5 separate regions of the Sus scrofa genome follow, and regions 2, 3, 4 and 5 are each linked to region 1. The links are chromatin contacts, called in public Hi-C and HiChIP or PLAC-seq maps. All regions are on one chromosome and are shown on one strand. Each heading gives the region's core, a stretch centred on a gene start, on an enhancer-like site or on the middle of the called end of the contact. The rest is flanking DNA. Distances are from core to core; before and after follow the strand shown. Region 1 overlaps RAD51B (DNA repair protein RAD51 homolog 2). Region 2 has its middle 100 kb from the start of ZFP36L1. Region 3 overlaps RAD51B (DNA repair protein RAD51 homolog 2). Region 4 overlaps RAD51B (DNA repair protein RAD51 homolog 2). Region 5 has its middle 18 kb from the start of ZFP36L1.

Region 1 (2,700 bases), core at 47-2,546:
TTTAAAGTGGCTCAGGAAGGTGGAGGAACAGATCACTGAAAGTGAGAAAGCCAAGGAACTCAGAGACCAAGATTATTGCAGTCGTGAAGAACGATGACAGATACAGGAGTGAAAGGGAAAAGGGAGAGTTAGGAGCTCCAGAGTTCGCTAAAGGAGGGATGGGGAGGTTGTGGATGGGAGAAGAGTCCTATAGTCTGAGGATTCACTGTGGCTTTTACAGGATGAGGAGGAGAAAGGGAGCGGAGGTGGCAGTGAATCAAGGAAACTAGCTTCTCTAGCTTCAGGCTCTGGCATATGTGGCCAGTGAGAGAGAAAGCCTAACCCACTTTTGAGTGCCATCAGAAAAACCACATCCTCAGGGCCAAATAGGTTTCAGTGAAAGGCACCAAGATGAACAGAATGTTTAAAGGAGAAATAAGGACTTAAAGGAGTTCCAGAAAGTTTGGTGGGGTAGGTGGATATTGAGCCAGATAATCATTGGGTCAGATATTAATAATAGCACCAACATTATTTGATTGTCTCTGCCCTCGCTCCCACCCACACTAGCCTGTAAGCTTCACGAGGGCAGGCATCATTATCTATATTGTCCACTGACGTATCCCAAGGACCAGAACATCATAGCCACTCAATACATATTTGTGGAATGAATAACGGTCGCTAATATTTGTGGAGCACTAATGTGCCAGGGTGTGCTAAGTGCTTTATATGTATTATTAATATCACCCCCTTAAATAGAGCAGGACACTGGGGCACAGAGGTGTTCAACAACTTGCCTCACTAAGGACATAGGGCTGGCAAGGGGCAAAGCAGACGTTGGAACACACTCCAGCTGTAGTTTGGCCCTAGAGCCCCTGTATTGTCAACCTCTAAACTACCCCCACCTACCTGTGCTTGGCGGACATAGAGAACATTATCAAGATAAGAGCCCAGGTGATGATAAGTGACGTAAGAGCCACGAGGTTAAACGTTAAGCAATAAATCTTGCTACCGATTTCAAAAGCTAGTCTAGGGATTTGCTGCCCCTGATGTCATATCGTCTTATTCACCTCTCATGATGACCCAAGCCCTTTTTGCTGTCAGTTCCTAGTTCTTTTCATTTCCTTCCTCCATATCTTCACACACACCCCCCACCTTCCCCCGCTTATCTCCCTCCTTTGTTATTTTTAGTTCCACCTGGCAAACCCTGGGCCTTTTCCACTCGCTTTATTCAAGGGCCGGCAGTTGCATTGGAACCTAGTTTCTAAGCATGTGATATTGACACATTGATCTTACAGCAGGCTCACCAGGCTGACTCACTGTCATACTGACTCCAGCTACATACTCATTCTGGGAGTGCCCTTTGAAGTGCTGAGAGTCATCTGGCCATTTTATGCCTTGCTCATATTATGAAATGAAAAACGAAACGAACATTCCAGCAGTTTAGAAACCGACTACATGTGACAGGACAGAAGAAACCTGGGCTAGTGCCGGTGTTTGTGTGCTAAGGCTCTGCATCATATCCTTTAGCGAGATACACACTCTCTGAGGTTAAGGTATATGGAAGGTCTCCATAAATACTGGGTAAACTGGACGGGAGGTCAGGGCTTATGGTGCTTTGGTATCATTGTGTCCATGAAGCTTCTTTGGTTGTAAGCAACAGAAACACCTCTGGCTAACATAAGCCAAAGGGAGTTGAAAAGAAGGGTGTAGGGGGCCCATGGGCTTAAGGGAAGACTGGAAAACCAGTCAGAAATGGACAAGAAGCAATCCAGCTCCAGAATCTAGGAAATTTGAGAACCACAGCAGAGGTCACAAAAGTCTGGTCAGGATGTTCCATTGGGATGGGATGACATCCCTCATGTTTCCATTCTCTTGGTCCCTCTGCTCAAAACTCGTAGTCCCCTGAGGAGACATCTGATGGCCCTAACTTGGGTCACACTCGCTGATAACCAGCTCTATCCACAGACCATCCCGTGGGGAAGAGATCATCCCCCCAAAAGGAACATAGGGTGTGGTTGGCAGGGGAGATGGATCCTAGACGTTGCAAGGCAACCAACGCCTCCAGGGATGCTTCAGAAGAGGTAAAACCTTATCTCCTCGCAGGCTCTGCTTTCAGAGTCAGTCCTGGCTTGGTCTAAAGAGAAAGATATCTTTCAGTATTGGGCCAGGCATGCTTTGGCATGATTATCAATAGCAAACAATACTTTGGAAGGCACTCTGAAATTTACCAGCACATCAGTATGTCCTAGTATACCAAGTCCCCTTTGTACAATTTTGTCTCCCTCTGTGGTTTATTTTTCCTCACGTCTTTAAAAGTCCTGACTTGTCATGGATTTAGCATCTTAGGGAAATGTTTACTATGTCCTTCCTCTTTTAAAGCATCTTTTCCCTTTGCCCCTTTCTCATTGGCTTTCTTTCATTAACAACCAAGGTCCAGCGTTTCTAGAATAACTAGTATCAGAACATGTATCCCTCAAAAGAGAGCCTGCTTTAATGTTGATTAAAAGGGGCTGCTCTGGGAGTTCCCGTCATGGCTCAGTGGTTAACGAATCCGACTAGGAACCATGGGGTTGCGGGTTCGATCCCTGGCCTTGCTCAGTGGGTTAAGGATCTGGCGTGGCCGTGAGCTGTGGTCACAGACGTGGCTTGGATCCCGAGTTGCTGTGGCTGTGGTGTAGGCCGGTGGCTACAGCTCCGATTAGACCCCTAACCTGGGAACCT
Region 2 (2,806 bases), core at 172-2,671, 160 kb after region 1:
TGGCTCTGAGCCCCCATCTTTATGATGTTCCTCAAGACCCAGAGGTTGAATCACCTGCTGTTTGCACATTTCACATGCAAACAATAGACTTCATACAATAGACTTCATTCAAGGGTTAAAACGGTGCAATTCAAGCATAATTTTTCTTTTTTCTTTCTTGTGTGTGTGTGTGTGTGTGTGTGTGTGTGTGTGTGTGTGTTTAGGGCTGCACCTGTGGCATATGGAGGTTCCCAGGCTAGGGATCCACTCAGAACTTCGGCTGCCAGCCTACTCCGCAACCACAGCAACACTGGATCCTTAACCCACTGAGCGGGACAAGGATTGAACCCTTGTCCTCATGGATACTAGTTGGGTTCATTACCGCTGAGCCACAACAGGAACTCCTCAAGTATAATCTTAGATGTCTCAGGAGGGGTCGGTCTTTGTACAGTGTGTTCATAACAATCCAGATAATTTGAATAACTGCCGTGTATTTGGGGTTTGCTTAAAGCCGGCCATCATCCCAAACCAGAACATGAGCACTGACTGTGTGTGTGGCCTGGCACCACCCACCTGGACCTGCCCAGTTTGTCAAATGTCCCTCTTAAGTCTTGGTTTCCCCATTTGATTTCACTGGCATCTCCACCCCCTGGTGACTGCCCCAGCGTCAACCCCCCACCCCAGTATCTTCCTCCATATACCCTTTTCTGGGCTTTTTCTCCTGGATGAGCATCTGCTCACTCTGGGCAAAGCTCAGGATGCGCTGAGAGGGTGAGGGAGGGAGGGAGGGAAGAAGGGAGGAGAGATTCCCCAGGACTCCCTGCCCTGCTCTTCTGGGGGGGTAGGCAGACTCTGGGGCCATAGGAAGCCCCATAAAGGCTGCCCCTGGTCAGGTCTCCCTCAGGGTCATTTTTCAGGGAGCTGCCCTGCAGGCAGCAAGCCCTGGCCTTTGCAAAGCCTGCCTTTATCCTGAGGTTTTAACCTCAGGATGCTTTATCCCGAGGGTCTTCCCAGGTTCGCTGATGCTCCATCCAGCTCAGGAGAGGAGGAGTAGAGGAGGAGAGCAAAGAAAAATCCCACCTGGCTCAAGAATCGTATTTTCTCTTTCCCTCTGAACTTTCTTGGCTTCCATCAAGACTCTGTACCCTCTTCTCTCTGTGGGCTCTGTATTTACGCCCTGTCCCCTGGGCCGGACTTCCTCCTTCCGCCTTAACCCATCGGCCCTTTGGCAAAGTCTGACTCCAGTAAGAGCTCTCCACTGCCAACAGCTCTCCCCTGCCAACCAGAACCCACATCCCTGATTCACAGACTGAGGCAGGTGTTTAGGGGAGTCTGGGTGAGGTCCAGCAGAAGCCAAAGGAAATAACATTAGTCTGATTCGAGGCCTTCAGGAGTGAGTCACCCCCAACCCCATCAACCATCCCATTATACAATATCACACCCGCATTATTCATGAGCGATCATCTTCGGTTTACTAGACAGCAGAGCCCAACCGGGACTTTGAGAGCCTGAGCATGACTTACTGGTCTGCTGGGAGCTCCACGTCAAGTACACGCCTCACCCTCTAGCCAAAAAATGGAGTGTGTGTCAAGGAGGCTCATCCTTGCAGCATCTTCCTGAGGCTTCTCGACACCCCCTAAGCAGTCAGTCCTATATGTCACACCCTAAAAACATGTCTCCTGTGGGTGCAATGAATGGAAAGGCTCCTGGAGGGAAGGGAAGTTGGGGGCTGGCTGGCCTGTGTGTGCAGCCTCCTGGCCCAGCCCTCCTTTGCCCACCGTCTCGGGCTGGTACGTCTGGCAGCAGCCTGCATCCTATGGGATGGACCAATGTTATCTTGGTTTTTCACTCCTTCTATGGCAGATCAAATTGAGGACCTGCCAAGCTGGAGGTGGAATTGGATAGTGGTTTTCCTTCACATGGGGCAGATGGGGACTTTTCTAGGTGTAGTGGGATAATGCTGTACACGTGGCTGTGAAGACCCAGAAGCCTGGATTCAAGTTCCAACTCTGCCACGTGGCAAGCAGCTCAGCAAATTACTTCACTTCTCTATGCCTCGGTTTCCTCACTTACAAAATAGGAGTAACAATGATGACAACTTGCAGAATAGTTGTTCTGCTGAGTTTTGAATGACATTGTGTTCATAAATGCCCAGCACTCATAATCAATTCTCCTTAATAGTCCTGCCATCGCACAAGGAGCCTCGGATTTCCCGTTGTGGCTCGGCGGGACTAGTATCCATGAGGACAAGGGTTTGATCGCTGGCCCTGCTCAGTGGGTTGAGGATCCAGTGTTGCTGTGAGCTGTGGTGTACGTCGAAGATGCAGTGGGGATCTGGCATTGCTATGGCTGTGGCGTAGGCCAGCAGCTGCAGCTCTTGATTGGACCCCTAGCCTGGGAATCTCCATATGCCATGGATGTGGCCCTAAAAAAACAAAAAACAAAAAAAATGAACTAAAACAAGAATCCCTGTCCTATTTATTTTTGCATTCTCGGGACCAGGCACACAATAAGACACAGTAAATGGTGGTTAAATTAAAGTTTAGAAGATGAGGCACCTCAGAGAGAAGTTTTCGTATGTGCAAAAGCCCTGTGTTGAGAAGATAAATAGCACATTTTTAGAAAATGCTGTAGAAAAAAAAAAAGACTATCAGCTATTGAAAATAAAGAGATGCCTCTACCTACCCTCCTACCCCGTAATTTGCAACACAAGTTCACTGATCTGGGGCCTTGATGCCTATTGCAGGGCCTTCTGCTCCTCTCCTGGCTAGGAAACTTCCAACAGGACAGAAATGCCTAAAGTGATCTGAACCCCGAAGGACCCGGG
Region 3 (2,700 bases), core at 47-2,546, 220 kb before region 1:
ATGCCGTGTAAGAACCATTAGCCATAAGTATCACTGAAAGCACCTCTGAATGTGATTAAAAATTACTGTAATTATCACATGCACATACATGTGTTCAGTTCTGAGGAGGAGACCAGAAGAGAATTTCTCGTTTCCTTATTTGAAACCTAGCAAGTAAGAGGACTTTGCTTTGTCCTAGCTTCCTGGTTTATCTCAAACAAAGAATAGGAGCAAAACAAAGATACAAAGGAAATTGCTCTGGCCGCTTCAAGAAAATGATAAAGTCGTGTTCATGGCCAAGGGAAAGTTACCAGCTTGTTCTTACACAGTTTTTCCTTATTATAAAATCCAAGGGAGAATGCAAATAATTGACTTTTCCAGATCTTTTCCTTGTATAGCTAAGCAGGTAAAGAGGCTATGGAATTTTTTTTTTCTTGAAGTCTATGATGAAGTTCCTTACCAGCAAATGAAAATGCACGCATTTCTTAGGACACTTATACCTAATTCAGATATATTGCAGTGGTTCTTAGAGTTACTGTGATTAATGTGCATAATTTGTTCTCTTGGCTTTTTAAAGTATCTTTTAAGTTGTATTGACTTTGCCGTTGTGCTATTAGGTCTGTGATCGTGGGCAGGCCTTTTGGTGACTTTAGGCCTCGGCTTTTTTCTGTGAAATGACAGACTGGATGAATGTAACATGGCTGAAATCTTTTCTAGCTCTCACGTTGTAAGGTTGTGATATGGGTCTGAAGGTTGATGGGGTTTTCAAATTCTGATTTACAGGGTGGGAAGAGTGATCTTTTCATCTTAGATTAAACCTAATAGAGAAGATCATCATGGAGTTCCCACTGTGGCACAGTGGGTTAAGAACCTGCCTATAAATCTCAGGTCACTATGGAGGCTCGGGCTCCATCCCCAGCCAGGTGCAGTAGGTTAAAGGATCCAGTGTGGCTGCGGCCGCGGCGTAGGTTGCAGCCATCTCGTGTTTCTCTCTCACACAAACGTGTACCCAAGAACAAGTGTGTGCAAGCTGGTGAGAGTGAGAAGCACACTGTGAGGGGGTGAGCCCAAGGTTCGCCCTGTCCCGTAATAGATTTCAGCTGCAGAGCAGGGGGCAGGGCTCAAACAGCGCTCCCTTGAAAACAGTTGGGGTGAGAACAAGCGGCCCGAGAGAAGCCAGCAAGAAAATGATCTGAGTTGACCCGGGAGAAGGACCCAGCAGGGGCTGATTCGGGGAAATGAAGTCCCGTCTGCTCTGACGCAGAGCAGGGAATACAAGTGGCCTGGCCCAACTGAGAGATCTCTTCCACACCAGCGGATCCTGTACTATTAATATCTGCCAGCTGCGGGCCCAGGGCCTCCCCCTGCTGAGATCAAAGGAGCTCCTATCTTGGCTGGAACAAGGTCATCGGCGCAGGGCTGTAAAAGCGAGCCCTGGCCAGCTGCGGGGACCTCTACGGGGGAGGAGAAGTCGGGGATGGAGAGGTGTTCTCTCACGCTCCTTTAATCTCGGCTGACCAGCTGTTGCCCTCCCAGGGTTTGTAGAGTTGAGAGTCCTTTGTTTTTGTGTTGGGGGGGTGTATTTTTTTCCCTTACTTAATTTGGGGCTGGGTTGTTGCTTGGGTTATGAAGACCCATGTTCACTGCTAGGGTCCAGGTGGGACAACCAAAGAAGGGTGCCGCGGACCCCACAGGATGCTCCCAGCATTGCTCCTGCCCCACAGTTTTGTGCCTTGAGATGGAAGGAGGGGCAAATTGAATTTTTCCTATTTAGTTGAAATAACCCGTCATCCTTGAAGCATGCTCGTCCATTTTCAGCCTCTTTCAACACGTTTCCTTCAGGTGGGGGAATGGACTGGTGGAGACTTGGGCAAAGTGACCAAAGTTATAGTGTGAACCCAAGGACAGAAATTGGAATTTTTGACTTTATGATCGACATTGTTCTTGATCAGTGTGAATCAAAGTATTTTCTTCCTCAGCAATTTGATTTTTTTGTATGTGTTTCTTTGTTTGTTTTTGTGTGTGTGTCTTTTTGTCCTTTTTGCGGCATATGGAGGTTCCCAGCCTAGGGGTCTAATCGGAGCCACAGCTGCCGGCCTACACCACAGCCGCAGCAATGCCAGATCCGCGCCGTGTGTGTGAGCTACACCACAGCTCATGTTAACACTGGATCCTTAACCCACTGAGTGAGGCCAGGGATCAAACCCTCAACCTCATGTTTCCTGGTTGGCCGTTTCCGCTGCACCACGACGGAAATTCCCTTCCTCAGTGATTTGTGCTGTTGGCAGAAACTCAGGTGTACAGGTTATCATGGAGTTTGGTGACTGGTTACTCACGAAGTTATTATGACGGTTCTGTGGCCAAGGACATGTGTCTCAGATGCCCTTGACCGTTCTTCCTGGTGGCCATGAAGATACTAAACATGTTTGGACCTCAGGCATAGAGAACAACCCTTTGCCCCTGGGGATCAGTAGAAAAAGGCTCTAACAGTCCAGCTGGCCTAAGACACCATGGCCTATTCTGAAGTCACCTAGGAATTGCCCGGAGGACTGGCTGAGCCCCTTTCCACCCAGGCACAGTCGGTAGGGGAGATTGACACATGGCAGTCCAGTGGGCCCCGTGCAAGATCGAAGCTCCATTCATCTTAGACGATTGGCTTTCTTTCCTCTGTCGATTTACTGGGACAGCAGCAACTTCAATGAGATGACGCCATCCCCTTTA
Region 4 (2,700 bases), core at 36-2,535, 250 kb before region 1:
TTAACCCACTGAGCAAGACCAGTCCTTATGGATACTAGTCAGGTTCGTTAGCGCAGCGCCACGACAGGAACGCCCTACGATAACTTTTATCAGTGGTTAAAATGGACTTCTTAAACTGGAGCTGGAGGTAGGATTATAATGGCAGAGCTACTGTGTCTTTGGAACAGTAGCTCATTTGACCTTAGTAAACTTTGATCTCTTAAGACGGATCATTCATTTATGGCTAAGAACATCACACATACTTGTTAGGTCCCATAGTGAGTTTTTAGCAATAATTTCCTTGGGATCTGCCAGGTATCAGGTGCTGTGCCCGTGGCACAGAAGTGAATGAGACAATGGTGCTTGTTTTTAAGGTGTTCCCAGACTAGGGGGATGGACTGGTATGAAAAAATTAATTGCACAGTGTAAGATAGTAAATGCTATTCTATTGGTATGAATCAAGTAACCCAGAGAAGGAAAACGATTTGCTCTGGAAGATCAGGGAAGTGTTCACAGAGGAGGGAGTGGATGGCTAATGCTCTGAGGGATAAATATGACTGCTCAGCAAAATACGGATTATAAATACAGTGATGTTGGAATGCACAGTAAATGAGATGTCATGCCACCAAATGGGATAAGGTGTATGCACAGGGTTTGTAGATGGTGGAGAGATGTTCCCCTCCTGTTTATTCTTTATCTCTTCCCCAACTCATGAGGAATGAGGAAATCCTTGTCTAGCAAAGTGATCAATGTCTGCACTCTCGGAAATACATGTTAGAGACTTCCTTCTCTGGAAGCCCATGGCTTTTTGATCTGAGTGAAGTTATCAGAGGCCCTGTGGTGTAAATGAGCAGAGGACAGGCTCTAAAACAAACTTCTAACTCCACCACCTAAGAGCCGAGTGCCTTTTGACAAACAGCATATATTCCTGGTGACTTTGATATCTCTATGAAATAGAGTTAATCACAGCCCTGAATGCCCAAGATTTGTTGCCTCAAGTGCGCTAATAAATGTGAAGGCACTCTGTAAAGTGCTATGAAAATATGTAAATATTTCTATTTCATCAAGCCATCAGCAAACCGTTTATTTAGGTAGTTCTGGGTACTGTGCAGAGCTGCAGAGACAGAGGGCTCATCTTTTAGGAGTACAGAATCAGGGTTCCAAATCAGTTCCAAAGCAGGAGACCAGAGCCTTGAGTTCTCATTGAGTGCCCGCACCCCAAAAAGCAGACTTGTGAATCTGCCCCTGTAGGCTGCGTCCGAGGATCTGTGTGCCCTTTAGCTGTGTCAAAGGCAGCTCCGAAAGGGGAAGTATATTGTGCTCTCAGGAAAGACATTGCTTTTTTTTTTTGCTCTTTGGAAATGTTTGCTCTTTTGGTTTTGAGCTCTGAATGTGAACAATCCAGCTGATTCAGATCCCCAGAGTAGCCCTAATCATAGAAACCTTGTGACAACCACAAATATTAAAAACATACCTCAGTGTAGGCAACTACATAGGGCAAATACAAATGGTATCATAGGAACAAAAATCCCCCTATGCAAACCTAGAATGCCATTGCATCTAACATGAAGGAAATGATGACGGAACATGTTTACTGCTAGAACATTCCAAGGAGATAATTAGCCTTCTGGACAAAAGCAGTAGAAAGAGATTAACAAACGGCAATAATTTCCCTTGTTTATGGAAAGTAAAATTGGGGGATTAGATTAACATCACATTTTAAAATTTTAATTTACATACATTAAAGCATATAATTTGCTTGAGTTTTGGCAAATATGTAAACCCGATAACGACACTTCCATCACCCCCAAAATTCCCTCATGTTCCCTTGCAATCAGTCCCCTCCCCTGACCTCAGGTAAACCCTGTTTTGCCTTCTGAAACTCTAGTTTTGCTAAAGTTTAATTTTAATTTCTATTCTGCTGAGTAAGGATGGTATTTTGCAGAAATGACGATAGTCGAATACTGTCAAAATTTAGGATGAGAATCCTACCTCCTTTCAAAGGCGCAATTCCAGTAACTTCTCTGAGCCTCAGTTTCGTCTTATTAATAAGGACAATAACAGCTTTTCTCCACATCTCAGAAGGTTGCTATAAAAATCCAAAAAGAGGAGTTCCCGTCGTGGCTCAGCAGTAATGAACCTGACTAGTAACCATGAGGACTCGGATTCGATTCCTGGCCCAGCTCAGTAGGTTAAGGATCCAGCATTGCTGTGAGCTGTGGTGTAGGTTACAGATACGGCTTGGATCTCACGTTGCTGTGCCTGTGGTGTAGGCCAGGCAGCTGTAGCTCCAATTCAGCCCCTAGCCTGGGAACTTCCGTATACCACAGGTGTGGCCCTAAAGAGCAAAAAAAAAAAAAAAAAAATCCAAGGAAATAATAATAGATGAGAATTAAGTGTTTAAGGATTTGATGGACTATGTAGCAAAATATTAATGTTAATCAACAAGATAGCACTTCTAGATAGGAGCCATTTTAGAGAGGAATTTCCCTCCAGAGCTCCTGGAGTACCTGTACCTAGAGAAGAGTCCTCCCCATGGTTGTAGAGGAAATGCCTTTGACACAGTCGGCTCACGGGCCTAGTATTCAGACTCATGTTTCTGTGGTTGATAATAGAGGATTAGAATCTATTCAGCTGATATATCTGAGTTAACCTCAGATTAACCATATGTATCATGTTGGGTATGAATATAATACAAAAATTTCATATTTTTGCTGTTTT
Region 5 (2,700 bases), core at 135-2,634, 250 kb after region 1:
GCTTTTATTTTTCTTATTCTTGATAGAAATATGAGCATAGAGAGGAGTTCCCTTGTGGCTCAGTGGGTTAAGGACCTGGCATTGTCACTACTATGGCTCTGGTTAGAGCTGCGGTGTGGGTTCGATCCCTGGCCTGGGAACTTCCACATGCAGCGAGTATGACTAAAAAAGAGAAAGAGAGAGAGAGAAATATTTCTCCATCATCAGCAGGAGGGGAAGGCTCAGTCAGTCCTGGGGACTTATAGGGAGTGGGGAGGACTGGGGCAGGCTGGAGAACACAAGCCCCATCTTAAAAGAAACTGATGAGAGCTCTCTTATGGCATGGCAGGTTAAGGAGCCAGCATTTTCATCGCAGCAGCTTGGGTCACTGCTGTGGTGCTGGTTTGATCCCTGGCCTGAGCACTTCCACTTGCTGCAGGTGTGGCCAAAAAAAAAGAAACTGACTCTACCTAGATCCACATGACTGATGCTACAGTGGACTCCAAAGGGGAATTGGAGTCTTAGATAGTCAGATATCCCAGTGTTTCAAGAGATGCCAGATAAATGAATCATTACTTTAAAAATCTCTTGATTTTTAAGTGTTGGCTCAAAAATATTTAGAAATATTATGTAGGAGTTCCCATCGTGGCTCAGTGGTTAATGAATCTGACTAGGAACCATGAGGTTGCGGGTTCGATCCCTGCCCTTGCTCAGTGGGTTAAGGATCCGGCGTTGCCATGAGCTGTGGTGTAGGTTGCAGATGCAGCTCGGATCCCGAGTTGCTGTGGCTCTGGCATAGGCCGACGGCTACAGCTCCGATTCAACCCCTAGCCTGGGAACTTCCATATGCACTGGAGCGGCTCAAGAAATGGCAAAAAGACGAGAGAGAGAGAGAGAGAGAGAGAGAGAGAGAGAGAGAGAGAGAGGGAGGGAGGGAGGGAGGGAGGGAGAGAGGGAGGGAGAGAGAGAGAGAGAGAAAGAAAAAAAAAGAAAGAAAGAAAGAAAGGAAGATTGTGTAGAGCACAGTACATTTAATGGGTCCACAGGCTAACTCAAACCCATAGGTGTGGAGTTCCCACTGTGGTGCAGTGGGTTAAGAATCTGACTAGTATCCATGAGGATTCGCGTTCAATCCCTGGCCTTGCTCAGTGGATTAAAAGATCCAGCAGTGTGGCAAGCTGCGATGTAAGTCATAGACGCAGCTTGGATCTGGCATCGCTGTGTCTGTGACATAGGCCAGCAACTGTAGCTCTGATTTGACCCCTAGCCTGGGAACTTCCATATGCCACCACGGCCCTAAAAAGACAAAAATAAAAAAAAAGAAGAAGAAGAATCTGACTGCAGTCTCTCAGGTCCCTGAGGAGGTGTGGGTTCACTTCCCAGACCAGTGCAATGGGGTAAAGTATCTGGCATTGCCACGGCACAGCTGTGACTCATATCCAGTCTCCGGCCCAGAAACTTCCATATGCCACAGCTATGACCTCTATAAAAAAAAAAAAAAAAATAGGCCATGACCTTGAGGCCTCCCCATCCTTTGCTCACCTCTAGGTCTCTGCAGTCTGAGCTTCATGACACAGGCCCGCCACCCTACATAGACCCAGTGGGCACCATTCACATTCAATTCCTTAAGACTTGTGGCTCAGAGCAGGAGCAGGAGCCCTGCCATACCCCCAGAGTCCTGCCAGTAGAGGGAGGTAAGCAAGCCTTTGTCCAGAAAGAGGCTGGCTCTCGCCAATCTCCCCTTTCTGATTCACTGGCACTAAATGTACCAGCCAATGGGCAGAGCTTCACAAGCCTCTGTCCCGTAATTATCTCAAGCTTGTCTTTTCTTCTATCCATACAGAACGCTATCAAAGTACAAAACCCAGTCTTGCTAACTGATGGTTTCACTCGTTTATGTCTTGTCTCCCCAACTAAAATGTAAACATTTTGAATAAGGATCGCATTTTATGTCTTTTCGAGCCACGTAGCACGACTGAATTAGTATTCGATCCCTAGCTGCAAGCTGACTGCTTCAGCACAGAGGTAACCCTGAATTTGTTGCTACTGTGAGTAGCATTTGGGTAACACTTCAGGACACAGAAGAAATCTTTTCCAGGCAACTGGAATAGGGGCCAGTCCTAAATTTATCTTAAAAAAAAAAAAAATTAAATCACCAGCTATGTGCTGTCCATGTCAGCAAAGACCAGCCATAAAGCACAATCCTGCAGCAGAGGGTGTTTTAACATTGTCACTAAGAGTCACTTGTTTTGTCTTGTCTTGTCTTTTTAGGGCCACACCTGCAGTATATGGAAGGTTCCAGGCCAGGGGTCAAATTGGAGCTATAGCTGCTGGCCTATACCACAGCCACAGCAACATGGAATCTGAGCTGCATCTGCCACCTATACCACAGCTCACGGCAGCACCGGATCCTTGACCCAGTGAACAATGCCAGGGATTGAACCTGCATCCTTATGGATACTAGTTAGGTTCGTTACCACTGAGCCATGACAGGAACTCCCAAGAGTAGCTTATTTTTAATTTTCTTACCAGTGAAATGGACTCATCTAGGCCTGCTAGCCTTTTCTCCCAAAAAGGCCAGGAAGAAGAAAGAATGCAGGCACCATCTCCACTTACAAAATATATTTAAAATTAGAATATTAGGTGTGTTGAGGCTGGGCGCACTGTTAGGTGGTTAAATATATCAGAAAAAGAATCCTCCATGGTTAATTTGTGCCCGGC

Evidence for each region. Hi-C and Micro-C count contacts between places; a contact is called where the count stands out from the background. HiChIP or PLAC-seq counts read pairs in DNA pulled down with a chosen protein or histone mark.
Region 2: a contact with region 1 is called in a Hi-C map of embryonic fibroblasts, with 2.2 times the contacts expected there. The contact joins two enhancer-like sites. A contact is called at or near these places in 1 of 47 Hi-C or Micro-C datasets (embryonic fibroblasts) and 2 of 2 datasets of contacts at active chromatin or transcription factors (alveolar macrophages and skeletal muscle).
Region 3: a Hi-C map of skeletal muscle shows a contact between it and region 1, with 2.8 times the contacts expected there. The contact joins two enhancer-like sites. A contact is called at or near these places in 1 of 47 Hi-C or Micro-C datasets (skeletal muscle) and 2 of 2 datasets of contacts at active chromatin or transcription factors (alveolar macrophages and skeletal muscle).
Region 4: a contact with region 1 is called in an H3K27ac HiChIP or PLAC-seq map of alveolar macrophages. The contact joins two enhancer-like sites. A contact is called at or near these places in 1 of 47 Hi-C or Micro-C datasets (embryonic fibroblasts) and 2 of 2 datasets of contacts at active chromatin or transcription factors (alveolar macrophages and skeletal muscle).
Region 5: an H3K27ac HiChIP or PLAC-seq map of alveolar macrophages shows a contact between it and region 1. The contact joins two enhancer-like sites. A contact is called at or near these places in 6 of 47 Hi-C or Micro-C datasets (embryonic fibroblasts, heart right ventricle, liver and 2 more) and 2 of 2 datasets of contacts at active chromatin or transcription factors (alveolar macrophages and skeletal muscle).

The regions. Positions count from the first base shown.
Region 1 is chr7:92,231,380-92,234,079 of Sscrofa11.1, forward strand. The region is part of intron 11 of RAD51B (DNA repair protein RAD51 homolog 2); the gene reads left to right. Among named protein-coding and RNA genes, the nearest start is that of ZFP36L1, 260 kb to the right of the region's middle. Within about 2 kb of position 1,297, at least 25 of the 83 cell types and tissues checked have an H3K27ac peak or open chromatin away from gene starts, as enhancers often do. A contact at or near this core is called in alveolar macrophages, embryonic fibroblasts and skeletal muscle, where this site is marked.
Region 2 is chr7:92,390,555-92,393,360 of Sscrofa11.1, forward strand. No RefSeq gene overlaps it. Among named protein-coding and RNA genes, the nearest start is that of ZFP36L1, 100 kb to the right of the region's middle. Within about 2 kb of position 1,422, at least 9 of the 83 cell types and tissues checked have an H3K27ac peak or open chromatin away from gene starts, as enhancers often do. A contact at or near this core is called in embryonic fibroblasts, where this site is marked.
Region 3 is chr7:92,015,500-92,018,199 of Sscrofa11.1, forward strand. All of the region lies in intron 9 of RAD51B (DNA repair protein RAD51 homolog 2), which reads left to right. Among named protein-coding and RNA genes, the nearest start is that of RAD51B, 420 kb to the left of the region's middle. Within about 2 kb of position 1,297, at least 20 of the 83 cell types and tissues checked have an H3K27ac peak or open chromatin away from gene starts, as enhancers often do. A contact at or near this core is called in skeletal muscle, where this site is marked.
Region 4 is chr7:91,986,311-91,989,010 of Sscrofa11.1, forward strand. All of the region lies in intron 8 of RAD51B (DNA repair protein RAD51 homolog 2), which reads left to right. Among named protein-coding and RNA genes, the nearest start is that of RAD51B, 400 kb to the left of the region's middle. Within about 2 kb of position 1,286, at least 15 of the 83 cell types and tissues checked have an H3K27ac peak or open chromatin away from gene starts, as enhancers often do. A contact at or near this core is called in alveolar macrophages, where this site is marked.
Region 5 is chr7:92,476,892-92,479,591 of Sscrofa11.1, forward strand. No RefSeq gene overlaps it. Among named protein-coding and RNA genes, the nearest start is that of ZFP36L1, 18 kb to the right of the region's middle. Within about 2 kb of position 1,385, at least 8 of the 83 cell types and tissues checked have an H3K27ac peak or open chromatin away from gene starts, as enhancers often do. A contact at or near this core is called in alveolar macrophages, where this site is marked.